Linked DNA regions of Mus musculus: region 2 is linked to region 1. The links are chromatin contacts, called in public HiChIP or PLAC-seq maps. All regions are on one chromosome and are shown on one strand. Each heading gives the region's core, a stretch centred on a gene start, on an enhancer-like site or on the middle of the called end of the contact. The rest is flanking DNA. Distances are from core to core; before and after follow the strand shown.

The links. HiChIP or PLAC-seq counts read pairs in DNA pulled down with a chosen protein or histone mark.
Region 2: a FOXA1 HiChIP or PLAC-seq map of pancreatic cancer cells shows a contact between it and region 1. The contact joins two enhancer-like sites. A contact is called at or near these places in 3 of 484 Hi-C or Micro-C datasets (cerebral cortex, embryonic stem cells and ventricular fibroblasts) and 1 of 115 datasets of contacts at active chromatin or transcription factors (pancreatic cancer cells).

Annotation. Positions count from the first base shown.
Region 1 is chr10:115,779,009-115,782,486 of GRCm38.p6, reverse strand. No RefSeq gene overlaps it. Among named protein-coding and RNA genes, the nearest start is that of Tspan8, 37 kb to the left of the region's middle. Within about 2 kb of position 2,161, at least 29 of the 459 cell types and tissues checked have an H3K27ac peak or open chromatin away from gene starts, as enhancers often do. A contact at or near this core is called in pancreatic cancer cells, where this site is marked.
Region 2 is chr10:116,179,760-116,183,339 of GRCm38.p6, reverse strand. All of the region lies in intron 5 of Ptprr (protein tyrosine phosphatase, receptor type, R), which reads right to left. Among named protein-coding and RNA genes, the nearest start is that of Taf7l2, 68 kb to the right of the region's middle. Within about 2 kb of position 2,064, at least 18 of the 459 cell types and tissues checked have an H3K27ac peak or open chromatin away from gene starts, as enhancers often do. A contact at or near this core is called in pancreatic cancer cells, where this site is marked.

The DNA of each region.
Region 1 (3,478 bases), core at 912-3,411:
GGAGTTCCAGCATCATCCAGCAAGCAGAGAGAAGCCAGTGGAGGGGAGGACGTAAGGATGGGGCTATCCTCACACATGTGGCCTCTCCCAGGAAATAGCAGGCTCTAGAAACTGTAACGAAATGAGATTCTGAAATGGCTGCCGCTGTGGTTGTGTGTCTCGATGATAATATGTAAATAATATATGAAGTTCTCCTCACATTCATTAATGGACAATTGCGCAGGTGTTAGGAGGCTTTAGGAATTGTATGCGGTGCCACTCCACTTAGCAGAAATAGATGCTTCCAGTCTGTGGCGTCCCCTTGATTAAATGTCTACTTACTGGTTGGCATTCAGGACTTAACATGAATTTCCCATAATCACCGTACAGTACAGTTGAGTCAAGACATTGCAGTAAGAGCGCTTTGAATTTCATTTTGGATGTCCAAGATAAAGTCACATCTTGTAGCCCAGGCTGTCCTGGAAACTACGATCTTCCGTTCTCAGCTGGGGGTTGCTCATGCACTGGGCTGTGTTTTAAGGCATCTTTCAAAGATCCCTGTCTGACTTGGGTTTTACTTGTAGTTTGTGTATGGAGGCCCATTTATTTAGAGTGCTAAGGGAATAATGATTTCCACTGCCTTTCACGTTTGTTCTGCAAATGGTGATTTTTTTTCCAGACACTATGTTGACTGACAGTACAAACATAATAGCAATAATGTTGATTTTAAAATGACATCAACGTCACAATTGACAACATTTATATGGCACTTACTGGTCTTGGATGGCGTTATGAATGTTTATCACATAGACGTTTATTTAGTTCACATTTTGAAATCTGAGCAGGCATAGAGAGGGATAGCTGGTGGCCTCGGGGTGAATCAAGGTTTAAGGACAATAAAACTGTTCTAAAATTAGAATTGGAGATAGTTGCACAAATCTTTAAATATACTAAGAGCAATGACTAGTGGTTTGTTAATTTTTATATAAATAAAATCTGTCTAAACAAACCCTAAAAACCCAGGAAATAGAGTATAGCCCTATGCTGCAGATAAATAACCCAAAACACAGAGAACTCACCTTCTCTGTCTAAAGTAAAATAATAATAATAATAAATAATAAAATAACCTGGAAAATGACAAAATAGGGATTCAAATTTAGCCTCATATTAAATAATATATTTTCCAAAGCTGAAAACAGTATTGGTATTTTTACATGTCAGGTATAATACTTGTCCTTGTATCTAAATTATGCAGGATCACTCACCACACATTTAGAGAAAAGGAAAAAATATTTTAAGGAGAGCAGATCTGAATATTTGCCCACATGGCTTAGTGCTTGGTGCCTGACCTTCCTCCTAATGATTCTGAGATAATGAGGAGAGAGTTTTATAAACTAAACCATGTTAGAAAAGAAAGTAACAGAGACAGCTTACTCATTGCACATGAACATGCTACATTGCCCCCCCCTTGTGTGTGTGTGTGTGTGTGTGTGTGTGTGTGTGTGTGTGTGTGTATGTGTATGGATGTGTGTGTCGTGTATGTATGTGCATGTGTGTGTGTATGGATGTGTGTATGGGTGTGTATGGATGTGTATGTGTGTATGAGTGTGTATGTATGTGCATGAGTGTGTGTGTGTGTGTGTGTGTGTGTGTGTGTGTATGTGTATGGATGTGTATGTGTGTATGAGTGTGTATGTATATGCATGTGTGTGTGTGTATGTGTGTGTATGCATGTGTATGGATGTGTGTGTGTGTGTGTGTGTATGTGTATGTCTGTGTATGTATGTGCATGTGTGTGTGTGTATGGATGTGTGTATTGGTGTGTATGAGTGCGCGTGTGTGTGTGTGTGTGTGTGTGTGTGTATGTGTATGGATGTGTATGTATGTGCATGTGTGTGTGCGTGTATGCATGTGTATGGATGTGTGTATTGGTGTGTATGAGTGCGTGTGTGAGTGCGTGTGTGTGAGTGCACAGGTGTGGGCGCACTGGAAAGTCCCCTCCAGGATGCCCTGCACATTCTTTCCTGTGTGCTCAGCAGGTGCAGAACATCCCGGTGATAAGGGACAGTGACTCAGTGAATGACTCAGCTAGTTAAAGAGTAGCTTCAGCTACAACATCCTGGGCTCTAAAGTGGGTCACTTCTAGGCCATCCCGGAAGGAGAAAGGGCAGTGACCTTTCAGGGTCAATGAGGCAACACCTCCGAGCCTACACAGGTCAGCTTGTTCTCACACGCCTTGCCAAAGACACAGACTCTGGCTATCCCAAAACTAATTGTTACTGGTTATAAAGAAGACTAGGTAAGGGACTGTGTGGGTGTGCTCAAATTCCTCAGTATCCCGGGATTAATTTTTAATAAGGGGGTAAGGGGAAGCATGCCTTTAAATGGTATGGCTTCAGCCAGGTTGACACCAACTAGAAAACACTTAAACCCAAATGCATTGCCATAAAGACCAGTTACACAAATGGAGAGAAAGCCCTGTAAATGCTGCTGTGCCGTATTTATGCACCAAGCACAACACTGACCATGGACAAATGACGTACAACCTTTGGCACTGAAGGGGCTGCAGCGTAAGTGTTGCTCCCTGCCCAAAGCGCTTAGAGTGTCTGTGTTCACTAGAGCATTCTTCCATCCGCTGATGAATTACGGGTGTGCTATTTGTTTCCTACCTGGGACCATTTTCTATGGAAAATTAAAACCTAAAAATATGAATTCCTAAGAAAATACATTTTAAATGAAGTGATAAATCTGAAAAGTTTGAATTTTAATATTTAGGTGTTTTAAAAGATGCATTCTCCCCCCTCTCTCTCTCTCTCTCTCTATCCCTCCCTCTCGCTTCTTTCCCCTCCTCCCTCCTTCCCTCCCTTTCTCTCTCTTTTCTTTCACTTTGGCATGAGTTTTCCTTACTGAATCAAATTCCTCAATCCAACAAAAGTTTGGCACAATTTTCTTTTAGTTTATGTATTAAATGCATCAGGAGAAGGAGAAGCAGATAGGTAAGGTGTTTGTGGAACCATGTAATGGACTCTCATAACCAGAGTACCTTAACTGTGAATAAAGTCCTACTGGGCCACAGCAGTCATAATGGGCTAACCTGGTAAGAGGTAACCTGGGTTCCTTCTAAGGAACCTAGGCATCATCATCACCTCTTACAAGTTGTAGCAGTGAAACAGATTTTGCTGTGGGTACAAAGAAACAATTGGACACTGTTAATGAATGTTCACCATTGAGAAACCCTAGGTTATAGCTGGGCCAAAGCAGAGAGAGTATGGTTAGTCCTTGAGTGTTCACTAGAAACGTAAGAACAAACCAGGCTAGGGAAATGGCAATAAAGAAATGAAATGTCCATAACAGATGAGATGGTAAAGAGGGACACAGTTGTAAGACCCAGTCCAGGCAGTTAGGAAGACTTTACACAATCTACTTGGTAGGTAAAGGGCAGGCACGGCGGAGCATCTGCCCAAATCAGGAACCAAAAGGAAATCAAGTTCTATAGCAA
Region 2 (3,580 bases), core at 815-3,314, 400 kb before region 1:
ATAACCACGCTTGACTCCCATATGGGATCCAGCAGAGCCATGGAAGTAAGCTCAGACATCCAACCCAGGTGCTCTTGACTTCCAATTCCAATCCCTCCCGCCCTTCCCTTCCTCCCACACGTACCCATGCACTGTTTGCTATGGGTCAAGCCGCCGACTCTTCTGAATTCTGGTTGGCTCATCAGTAAAGATAGAAACGTAAAACATTGTTTTGTGTCCTGCAGTAAGTTTAGGATGAGCAAGTATGATATATACAGAAGAAGTGGATTGTTATTATTGTTATCATCATCATCATCATTATTACTTTATTACTATGAGTAAAGGGGTTATAGATTACTTAATTAATAAACAGAATAATTTGAGCTACAGGTGTACTTTGGCAATGGTGTCTTAGTCAATCATATCAGCTAAGTCTATCTGGGTCTATCTCCCTTACCCATAGAGATTGCACATAACAGGTTAGAGAAAACAAAGCTCTTTATGTTCACTTTTGGGATGAACACATTGCATGACGTTCAGAGCCTAGTGGTCCAACAGAGTAGTCCCTGCTGTAGGTACCAGAGCATGTCTAGAGAATCCTTCTACTTCATACCTGGATGGCTCTTCTGTGGGTTCACCATACCAGCACGTTTACATGCTAGCGACTGTTTGTGGTTTCTCAAATTGCTTTCCAGAAGCAATCTGGCCACTAGGTGTGTCTATGTACATTTTATGAGTACTTCTACACCGTTTAATAATCCTGTATGTTCATTGGAAGGTTTAATTTAGATGATAAAGGGTGTACTTTCTATTATGCACCCAAGTTCAAGAACTAATTCTTCTCAGTAATATATTTCCTTCATCAAAAACAGACTGAATGGAATCGAAGTTGCCCACACACTTTTTCTTGGAAAATTCTATTTGTCTATGTGCCAGCAGCCCGCCCACTCCCCGTTCACATTTGAGAAGCGCTAAATAAGTCACACATTTGAAAATGTCATGCTTGTCTAATTTTATGTCTGGCAATAAATATTACTTTTTCTGTATTTTAAGGAAACTAAACAATATGCCATATTTAAAAAAAACCTTGCCAAGTTTTATGCTAGTATTATATAGCAGATGTAACCTTTCATGACAACAATTTACCTATACAATGCCATGATAAAATCATCTGATTTTTATGTCAAGGCAATAAATATAAGAAGGACGGGCAAAAATAATGGCACTTGATATTCCATAAATATAATTAATGCCACCATAGGATCATTCTGAATTATAGCTTTTTCTTTGCCATGGAGTCAACAAAAGTGCAGGAGACAGTTGTATTGTGCATTTGAGAATTAGAAAGTGTGTCTCAGTCTATTTCGGCACAAAATACATCCTGTCTAACCAATACTAAGAGATCCTGACAAAAAAATAATTTAATATAATTATCAGAAGTATTTGGATTTAGGAAGATGAGTTGATTTTAGAGAATCATATTTGATGTGTCTCTAAATGTGAGCTGTGGCAAGTCATATCAGATAAATTTAGCTTCGTCTTAATCCTGTTAGAGAGTATTAGTTCTCCGTGAATATCAATCTCTCCCTAAGCACTGTAGCTCCTCTGTTCCGCTTTTAGTGATCCCCTCTACGGTAAAATTTAAGGCAGCGTTTGAAATCAATCAACCTATTTCTGTCATTCATTCATAATAATCGCTTGCGCACAAGTCAAGCGTTCTTGTTTCCATCTTTATTCTCCACCCCTTACCATGCTCTTCCCTAGAGAGGGAACCCCATGGCTTGATAAACAATCCAGATGACATAGAGGGCATTTAGTATTTTCCTTTCCCTGGTCATCAGACCCTCTGAATCCGTTCCTTGTATGTCACACAGCACTCTGTCTTCTATGCCTGCTCCTCTTCACTTCTCCATTCCTGTTCAACTCCCTTTTACCACAACCATGTGTGCAATCAGAAACTGAACTTCTAAGCACACTTGCATCATCTGCATGGACACTGTTTCCATTTCCCTGTTGAACCCGACAGTCTAAATCTGCTTCACCCCAACACCATTCTACCACTGTCTTCTCCGTCTGACATGCACATCCCACGCATGCGTGTATCTATCAGATGCCTGACTATTCTGCCTTAGCAATCACTACTATGCTATCTTCTTTGTGGTCCTGATTACAATTTAGTACTGAACAAAGGTATGATGTGACTGTTGATGCTTATGGAAAAACTGTGGGGAAAGTACAGAGTTCCCAGCCATGCCTGTATCATGAATAGCTTCCTTTGGTATAGTACATTTGTAATAAAGGAGGAAGCAGTATTGATGTTATCGACTCTGCCTCAGTGTGGATGAGATCACCCTTAGTGATGAACATTTTACACACTTGATGAATTCCTAAAGCCATGCAGTCATCGGAATGCAGAAGAAGTTCATTGCCCTAAAAATCTATATTCTCCACACAATAGCCTCTCTGTCCACCATGAACTGACAGCCATGGATCATTCTAATATCTTTATGTGTTTCTCGGGATGACATGTCGGTGGGCTCACACTGTATGTTCGCTGATATTTAAGACATGTTAGCCTTCGTCCATATTTCTCTCAGAGAACAGGGACTTTTGTGCCTTATCCTCTTCATTCCCACACTGGGTCCTCTGCATGAGTATGTCGCCTATGAACATGTTGCTTGACTGTGCGGATGAATCCACAAGAGACCTGACACCACCATCCACACCTTGGAAACATTCTTTTCTTGATGCGTTCTAGTAACATCGGAACATACTTTTTCAGGCTTGTGACGTTGACACAGGTGCTTTGCTAATATTAGAAGAGGAGTTGGCCTTGGTCCCAAAAAGCTGAGGGTGGGACCACTATGGGTCCTTTAGTCTGAGACCTTGCATGGTTGTACTCAGTCTGGGGGATATCCGGACATTATATTTCAATTACAGTCACCGAATCTGAAACCTATCTTACCTGCCAATAGCAAATCCTGTACTTTTTCTGCCCTTTAGTATCCAAGGCCGGCTTATGGACTGGCTTCTCACCTTTCCCTTTCATTCTTGCCTTTGCCTTCTGAATCTTACTCATTAATCCTCCAAACAGTCTGTTTATGTATCACTTCCTGCTCTCTTTTTTTTTTCCTTACTGTTCTAGAATCCCTCTTTTTCTCCTTGTCGTGATGAGGATTGAACATGGGGACCAACAAGCTCTAAGCAAGCCTTCTGTTGAGCTATACTTTTAGCTCATTCATCCTTTTAATCTGTGCAAGAGAATAAATCCTCGTTAGGACTAACAAGACAGAGGACAGAACTTGAGATTTTCCTGTGCTGAAGAAGGAAGGATCACATATCTTAAAGTGCAATCAGCCAGGAGAAGGAACTACACCCTTTGAAAAAGTACTCAGAGTCCCTTCCTGTGCACTCTTTGGTTGGTGGTATAGTCCCTGGGAGCTTTGGGGGTACTGTTTGGTTCATATTGTTGTTTGACTGTAAATCCCTTTAGCTCCTTGGGTCCTTTCTCTAGCTCCTCCATTGGGGACCCTGTGCTCAGTCCAATGGATGGCTGTGAGCCTCCACTTCTGTATTTGTCAGGCACTGGCAGAGCCTCTTA